Regions from separate parts of the Mus musculus genome. Here regions 1 and 3 are each linked to region 2. Evidence: chromatin contacts called from public HiChIP or PLAC-seq data. All regions are on one chromosome and are shown on one strand. The core of a region is the stretch at or near the end of the contact, and the rest is flanking DNA. Distances in the headings are between cores, read along the strand shown.

Region 1 (2,700 bases), core at 149-2,648, 39 kb before region 2:
TTCCTTTCCCTTTAGGAAATACTGCTGCCTTCTCTATCACATGGTAATTGTGCATATCTTGTTGGCATGAACTACCAATGTCTCCACAAACTGATCTCAACCCATGCTGAACTACCCCCCCCCCCAAATTAACCATGAAAAAGGACAATTTAAACATTCCTTGTCAAAAATGCTGGTAGCTTTGAGTGCTTTCCATCTGGGTATCTCTGCATAACATTTCCCAGCTGAGCATCCCTGATGCTTCACATCTGAAATGCAAACCTGTTGAGTACCATTTTGAGGCTTGAGACCAAAGATTATCTTGATTTTCATTTTCAGACTAGGGATGCTCCAGGATGTTTGACCTAGAACGAGCCATGGAGAACAAGGTGCCAGCTGCCTTATAGTGGTAAGGAGGGCAGGGAATGTTGCCTAGTCACAAAACTTCCTATTCTCTACTGAGATACTGAGTGCAAAGGGTGTTGGCTTTCTAAAGGAAGGTGATGACTTTCTCAATAAAAAAAGATAACTAGTTAACAACAAAGGTGGTAGGAGAATTTGCCTGGTTTATCGAAGATCTCAGGTTTTCAGTTGCTAAAGATAAATCAATGAGTAAAAAGTGTCTATATACCCTCAGTATTTAGCAAAGGCCACTGACTACTGTTGAGTATGTTGGTCATTAGCTCTGGGTATGGAATTAACCCAAGCCAAGAGAAGAGTCCCTTACCCATGGAGATGGCACAGCAGTGAGGAAGGCTGCATTGCTGATAACCATCAACCAACCCATAATATGAGCTGCCACAGGTCTCAAATATATTATATCCTAACTGCAGTCTCCCTTCCTTCCCTTCCCTCCCATTCCTCACACCCCACTCCCTCCCTCCCCATCCTCTCCTCTTCTGGTTCCCTTCAGAAAAGGCTAGGTCTCCAGTGATATCACCAAATACAGCATATCAAGTTGCAATAAGATTAGGCACTTTCCCCTATATTAATGCTGGACAAGGCAACCCAGAGGAGGAGAACAAGGGCCTAAAAAAGCAAGCAAAAGCATCAGTCATAGACCCTGCTCCTCTGTTAGGAGTCTCACAAAAATTCCAAACTATGTAACTATACTGTGTATACAGAAGGCCTAGGTGAGACACAGGCATACAGTTGGTTCAGTCTTGGTGAGCCCCTGTGGGCTAAGGTTAATTGATTCTGTGGGTTTTGTTGTGGTATCCTTGACTCATCTGCCTCCCACAATCTTTCCTCCCCTCTTTAGCAGTTTTACAGTTTTGGTTTTTTTCTTTCCTTTTCCTTTTTCTTTTTTTTTTAAACAAGAGTTTTGTTTAATTTTTTTGTTTGCTTTTTACAGTTGAGTCTAGATTCTAAAGAAGGGAAACAGTACAGAGAAAAAGAAAACTAGATAGATCCTAAGGAGCCACAGAGAACAGATGGACTAAAGACTGAACTGTGAGAGATACAGCTGTTGTGGTAGGAAAGCAAACTGTAGAGAGTATTCTTGTTGATGTCTTGAGAAAAAGAAATTATAAACAGAAGAGCTGACTTAATGGTTAGAAGCATGTAATGTTCTTCCGAGGACCTGAGCTCAAATGCCAGCACCCACACTAGTGCACACCAACTGCCTGGACTCCAGGTCCAAGGGATCTGACGCCCTCCTCTGGCCTCTGTAGACATCTTCTCCACTTGTGAACAAACCCATGCATATACTCATAATTACAAATAAATCTTTTGTAAGACAGGAAAAGGAAGTATTTTCTTATTTATTTATTTCTTATTTGTTTGTTTGTTTGTTTGAGACAGGATCTCACTCTTTGGCCTAGGCTGACATCAAACTCAAGGCAATCCATCTGCCTCCGTCTCTCGAATACTGACATTATAGTGCTGAATTGTCATTCTTGGTGAATAAAAGAAATTCTTAAAATATTTCAAGAGCATAAACTATCAAGGAAAAGATTGGATGCAATGACACTAATAAAGGCTACAAGGGGCAGCTTGGTTGTGTTGTACACATCTTCCGTTCTAGAGCTTAGGAGGCAGAAGCGTGTGAATCTCTGTAGGTGGGAAGCCATCTGGGGAAAAAGCTGAACAAATGATAGAAGGAAATAAAAACTAGAAAAGGCCATCTACACAGTGGAGACATTGGCAACACCAATGGAGAGAGCACCCAGACTTCTGGTTTGAGCCTAACAGCTGGCACAGTGTTACACAATGTTTCTTGATCCTAAGCCTCACTGTATTCACCAGCAGTCATGGTGTGTGTGTGTGTGTGTGTGTGTGTGTGTGTGTGAGAGAGAGAGAGAGAGAGAGAGAGAGACACCAACCCCAGAGTTGTGAAAATTAAATTCCAGCAAATGATGTCCATTACAACAGCCCTCCTGGAAATTACTTCCTCAGTTAATGCAACTAAACAGCTGTTAGTATTCTGTGAGTGCACATGCATGTGTGTATGCACATGTATGTGCATGTGCCCGTGCGATGCTGGAGATAGAACCCAGGGCTTCTTCATTCTAGGCAACCACTCGATCACTGAGCTCCAGTCCCAGTCCAAATATTCATTATTACTACTGTCCCAACTGCTGTACTCCCTACTGACGTCGGTAAGTGTGCGTGACATAATCTAGTTTAAGATATTCATAGTCAGCAAATACTTGTAAAAGCTTCTACAAAACTTTAAGAAATGATAAAAAAAGAACATAAGCACATGACTATGAAAGTAGA
Region 2 (2,700 bases), core at 65-2,564:
GGGCCTGGCCAAGCGGGAGGCGCGGGGACCGGGCGGGAGGAGCTCACAAGACTCCGCGGCTTCCCGGAGCCAGCAGGCCGCGCGCGGCTCTCCGCGGCCTTCCCGCGGGCCTGCTCCTCACGTCAGCCGGAGGTACAAGGTGCTGGACAGAGGAAACGCGCCCACCCCTCAGGCCTCACCGGCCTGGGGCCGTGCCTGACGCCACCGGCAGCCGCCGCCCGCCCGCCCGGGAGCCCGGGGCCCCGGCAGCCACCACAGCTCAGGCCGCGCTGCCGCCGCCGCGGATGCCTCCGCCCTCCCCGCCGCCCAGCCGCCCCGCCGCCGCCGAGCTTTCCCCACCATTATGCTGCGCTCCGTCGCCGCCGCCGCTGCCGCCGCCGCGCCCGGCCCTCCCTCCGGAGCCGCCTCCTTCCCGCCGCCCGGCGCCTCTCGGGCCTCAGCCGGCGACGGGCGCGGGGGGCGGGGGGGACGCAGGCCGCCGCCTCCTCCTCCCCGCCATCTCCTCCCTCCTCCCCGGCTCCCCCCGCTGGCTCAGCGCGGAGGGCTCGGGGCTCGAGGGGCGCCATGTTGGCGGCGGCTTCCACCACAGAAAAAAAAAAAAAAAAATGCCTCGGCGCGCGCCGGGGCGAAACCGGGCGAGGCGGCCGGGGCGTCGCGCGCCGGCTGGAGGCCTGGCCCGCCGCGCGCTCTCGCTCGCTCGTTCGTTCGCTCGCTCACTCACCGCGTCTCCTCAGCCCGACGGCGGCGCGGGGCCTGCGGGGCTGCAGAGGACGCCTGGGGGGCAAAGTTGGCATCCCCCAACCAAGAGGCGGTTCACACGGTGCGGGCGCGGCGGCCGGCCCGGCTCGCGGCCTCCTCGGAGTTCATTGTGTGCGCTTGAGTGTTTCCCCGCGCGGGGCCGGGCCGGGCGAGCGCGGGGCCGGGCCGGGCGAGCGCGGGGCCTGGGCCGAGCTGCGCACGGGGGGCTCTAGCGGCCGGCGCGGGACTTGCGCGGCCCGCGCTGTCTCCCCGCCCCGAGGCCGGGGGAGCCCGCCGCACCCGCTCCTACCTTCCCTCGACCTGTCTCCGGCGCCTCGCTGAGAAATCGGTTTCAGCATATTCTAAGGGGGTCCACACACGAACTCCATGTCAACACACACGTGCGAGCTACGTACGTGCAGGCGCGCTGGAGGCGAGCACCGAGACACGAGGGTAGCATTGTTAGGATCCGGCCAAGCCCGGTGGGCTGCGTTGCAGCTTGCGGTGTGGACCCGCTCGGCACTTTGCTTGGCTCCTAATGGCTCCGTGTTGGACAAGCACTCGCCCGTGTACTACTGACCCGAGTGGGTAAGACGGTATCCCTCGCTTTCCAATCCTGTGCTCAAAAAAAAAAAAAAAGTTGCAAAGACACCCGAGTTCCCCGTCTCAAATATGCACAAGTGGGACGTTTAGAAAGAATGGACCACCCATTATCACTCTGGTTAGAACATTACAAATTGCTGTGAGGAGTAGGTTATCTTTTCTAGTGAGCAATTCTAGATCTAATCAGAGGAGAGCCCTTAAGCTATATGGCTTTAAAAGTCTTGGGGGAAAAGTCAAAGCATATACAGATGTCATACGTTGTCCTAACAACCTTTGCCTGCTAGGAGTTTAAAAGGGGAAACCCATTAGCTAAGATTGCCTGTCCCTATTCTCATTGGATAGATGTACCTGAAAAATCACTGGCGACGCCCCTAGAAATCTAGGGTTCTTATACAAATTATCCATCTGTTTACAGTGCTGATCTCTAAGTTAGAACTTACTTAGAGTAGCATTGAGTTGGCTTTTTGAAGTACACCAGTCAAACGGTCTTTCAAACTGTTAACAGTTCTGCCACTGATACCAGCATCGCAGAGAGAAGTGTTTGCTCTTTTGATGTTTGTTTCTGGCTTCCCCCCGCCCCCACTTCTAAGATCATGAAGTATTTATAATTCATTTAAATAATAAAATATGGCATGGCTGGACAGCAAGATTGCTCAGCAAATAAAGCCACTCACCACCAAGCCTGAAAGTCTGAGTTCAAGCCCCAGGACCCACCTGTGTGATGGAATGAAAGAACCAGTTTATTTCAGAAGTCGCCCTTAAACTAGATGGGTGGACTAAAGGATGCCAGGGGAAATCATGCCGTATTGGATTGGACTGCTGGACTGGAAATCACTTCTTTAAGTGAATCACCTCTTTTTTAAAAAAAGGTCTTCTTTCAGCTGTAGAGGAATGCCTACTTCTATATTTCTATGTAGTTTGCAGAAGCTACTCAAGTATGAAAATTTTTCTGTGTGGGGGGGAGGGAAAGAGGGAGGGACACACACACTCACAGAGAGAGAGAGAGAGAGAGAGAGAGAAGGGGGGAGGGAGAGAGGGAGAGAGAAATACAGTTTAGGAAAACAAAGTGACTCCCCCCAGTTATACAGAATAGAAATAGCTTCTATTTTTACATATAACTCTCTTAGATAGCCTATCTATAAGATTTCCTATTTCTTTGCTATAGTTTCCCAGCCCAACAGCTTTATTAACTGCATTTGTCTGTCAACTGGGTGAGTATATGAGGGTGGGTCAGAAGGCCAGTGGCTGGAGGTTGGACGGAGGTTTGGAAGACCAAAGTAATGTAGTTGTTTCTGTGCAACCTGTGACATACTCTGGATTTATGTACTGGGTTGTGAAAGAAGGCAAAAGGTTGAGGGG
Region 3 (2,700 bases), core at 32-2,531, 52 kb after region 2:
ACGGTCCTCTTACTTACCAGGGGCCATATCCTTAAAGAAAAGGGACCCTTTCCCCTAGAGCCCATCAGCTATCAATAGCTCTCCAGTTATGGTGAGGATTCCTGAGCAGCCCCATTCTGTGCTCGATTGCTGAGTATCTTGATCATTTGTAGGTCTCGTACAAACAACCACTGCTGCTGTAAATTTTGTAGAATGGTCCTGTTGTGTCCAGGACACACTCTGGCCTCACTTGGGTCCTCTCTGACCTGTGGCTACAAACTTTCCACTTCCTCTAACAGCCTCTGAGCCTTGGAGAAGGGAGTGATAAGGGGGTTCTGTTTGTGGCAGGACAATCAATCGGCTCTGATTCTCCCTGCACTTTGACCCAGTCTCTGTCCCTGGTTCCATCCCCAGTGCTACATAAATTGGGTATAGTTATACACATCCGAAATCTCAGAATTTAGAAGTTTGACACAGGAGGATCTAAGATCAAGGTCATCCTTGGCTACTTAGCAACGTCAAGGCCAGCCTCGGCTCAATGAGGCTATCTCAAAACAAAACAATAGAAAAACAAAAATGTGTTTTATTAGCTAGAGTCCTCGGATTATCATAAGTATAGATTTTTAAAATAGTAAAGTAAGAACCATGCAGTCTCTTGGGAAGCATCATATTTAGCAGTAGTAATAAAAGTCTCCAAAATTGGTTTAAAATTCTATCATTTGACCAATGGAAGGGTAGGAGGGAATTGGGTCACTGAGAAAGTCTGCAAGGGAGTCAGACAGCAATGGTAGCTGGATGAAGGATAAGTAGTTTAATAAACAGTTAGGAGTGCAGTACCTGGCTTGTTTAATTCAATGAGGAGACGGGGTTCCTCTGCATAGCCCTGGTTGTCTTGGAACTCACTTTGTTAACCAGGCTGGCCTCAAAAATCAGAGGACTCCACCTGCCTCTGCCTCCCACATGTTGGGATTTCAGGTGTGTGCCATTAGGCCTGTCTTGCTCATCTTTCTTAGGAGCTCAGTGATCTGCTCTGCAGCCTGAGTTCCCGCTGTTTTAGATTTCTATTCAGTGAAGGGCTTTCAGAGACAGATAATAGACTCTTGGCGCCCTCTCTGTGGGTGCACAGACAGGATTAATGATGCAATGTTGGCAGAATGCTGTTTACAGGTGGGGGGTGGGCAGAGCATGGCAACCTCTCCTCCTGCCCAGTTTCTTGGGGGAAACTGAAAAGCTACTAATCCATCCTGACTGATGATGGGGGGCGTGGTGTCAAATCCCAGCACTTGAGAGGCAGAGACAGAAGGGTCAAGAGTTCAAGGTCATCCTCAGCTACATCATGAGCTTCAAGTTACCTGGGCTACTTAAAACTCTGTCTTAAAAACCATAATGGGGGATGGAAAGATGCCTTAGTGGTTAAGAGCACTAGTTGTTCTTATAGAGGGCCTGGGCTCAGTACCCAGCACCCACATGGCAGTTTTACAACTCCAGTTCCAGGGGATCTGACATCCTTTTCTGACTTTGTAGGCACAACACACACATACATGGTACACAGGCATGTGTGCAAGATAAAGCAACCATACACATAAAACAAGTAAAAAATTTAAAAAAATAAATCCACCTTTCTGTTAAATCCATCTATGGATGAGTTCAAAAGCAGGATAATAAGTGGCCATTTTATATTTTAGTGAGAATGTTATAAATGTACTATTAACATAAGGTGATCAGGCACAAGAGAGACATTATGGAAATCCTATTAACTCCATGTAGTTTTACAATACCATAGAAGATTGCATTTTTCCACCATGGAAAAATATATTTCTATCATCCAAACTTTCCCTCAGGCTACCTGTAGCATTTAGCTGTTTCCACAGTGGCCTGGAACTTTATCCTGATGCTATGACTTAGATTTCCCAAGCAGGGGGAATTTTAGTATCTTTCAGGCTTGATTTTAACTGGTACTAAATCAGCTATTTTAGGACTATGGCAATTTTATTTCTGGAATTATATAAAATTACTGGGAAACTATAGTGCCGGCCTGACAGTCCTCTAATGCCATGAGTTTAAAACCAGCATAGGCACCAAAGCAAGGCCCTGAGGAGACTGCTGCCTACAGTCTGAAAAGAAGCCGCAGGATACAAAAATCATTATGTGAAGCCAACTGCATTGTATACACAAATCATGGCCTAACTGAAAAAAAAATCGAGAAAACGATTAATTCACGGTAGCTTCTACTTAAAATACAATAACTAGGAGTCAGTTTAGTGAAGGAGCCAAAGATCCACGCATTGAAAATTGTAAGACTCTAATGAAAGGTATTAAATGAGACACAATTAAATGGGAAAATGGTGTGTGCTCATGAGTCAGAAGAGCCAATGTCGTCCAATTGTGTATCTGAGGAGAACATGGCCCGTGGGACTGCAAGGTGCTCAGCCATTAGAACACCCTCGCAAGAATTGTCTTCTGAATATATACTCAAGTCTATCTGCACACAAACATCCCTTCTAATACTATAAAGTTAGATATCTCACCATGCAGGGAGCAGTTGTTGGGCAGAAAATGCTTCTGCAGGGTTCAACGGGGAAGTCCTTTTGGTAAAGACCCTTAGAAAGCTTGCAGGTTCATCCAATGTCCATTGGGAAGCCTTTCAGATGTGGCAAGCTAGAAGGATGGCACTAACGAATTTGAGGAAGTCCTAGAGAGCATAGATCAGAGACTATCGTC

What was found. HiChIP or PLAC-seq counts read pairs in DNA pulled down with a chosen protein or histone mark.
Region 1: a contact with region 2 is called in a BATF HiChIP or PLAC-seq map of CD8 T cells, with 8 read pairs. The contact joins the enhancer-like site here to the promoter of Zmynd11 in region 2. A contact is called at or near these places in 1 of 39 promoter capture datasets (macrophages), 3 of 484 Hi-C or Micro-C datasets (the G1E-ER4 cell line and cortical neurons), 6 of 115 datasets of contacts at active chromatin or transcription factors (CD8 T cells, the SCID.adh cell line, double positive thymocytes and 2 more) and 4 of 9 other capture datasets (adipose tissue, liver, macrophages and 1 more).
Region 3: an H3K27ac HiChIP or PLAC-seq map of embryonic stem cells shows a contact between it and region 2, with 7 read pairs. The contact joins the enhancer-like site here to the promoter of Zmynd11 in region 2. A contact is called at or near these places in 1 of 15 datasets of contacts at CTCF or cohesin (pro-B cells), 2 of 484 Hi-C or Micro-C datasets (brain and cortical neurons), 3 of 115 datasets of contacts at active chromatin or transcription factors (CD8 T cells and embryonic stem cells) and 2 of 9 other capture datasets (adipose tissue and pancreatic islet).

What each region holds. Positions count from the first base shown.
Region 1 is chr13:9,725,028-9,727,727 of GRCm38.p6, forward strand. All of the region lies in intron 2 of Zmynd11 (zinc finger, MYND domain containing 11), which reads right to left. Among named protein-coding and RNA genes, the nearest start is that of Zmynd11, 39 kb to the right of the region's middle. Within about 2 kb of position 1,399, at least 1 of the 459 cell types and tissues checked has an H3K27ac peak or open chromatin away from gene starts, as enhancers often do. A contact at or near this core is called in CD8 T cells, where this site is marked.
Region 2 is chr13:9,764,007-9,766,706 of GRCm38.p6, forward strand. It overlaps Zmynd11 (zinc finger, MYND domain containing 11), which reads right to left and starts at 1,315. Exons shown (of 15, transcript NM_001199141.2): 1 at 1,049-1,315.
Region 3 is chr13:9,816,305-9,819,004 of GRCm38.p6, forward strand. No RefSeq gene overlaps it. Among named protein-coding and RNA genes, the nearest start is that of Gm40665, 21 kb to the left of the region's middle. Within about 2 kb of position 1,282, at least 1 of the 459 cell types and tissues checked has an H3K27ac peak or open chromatin away from gene starts, as enhancers often do. A contact at or near this core is called in embryonic stem cells, where this site is marked.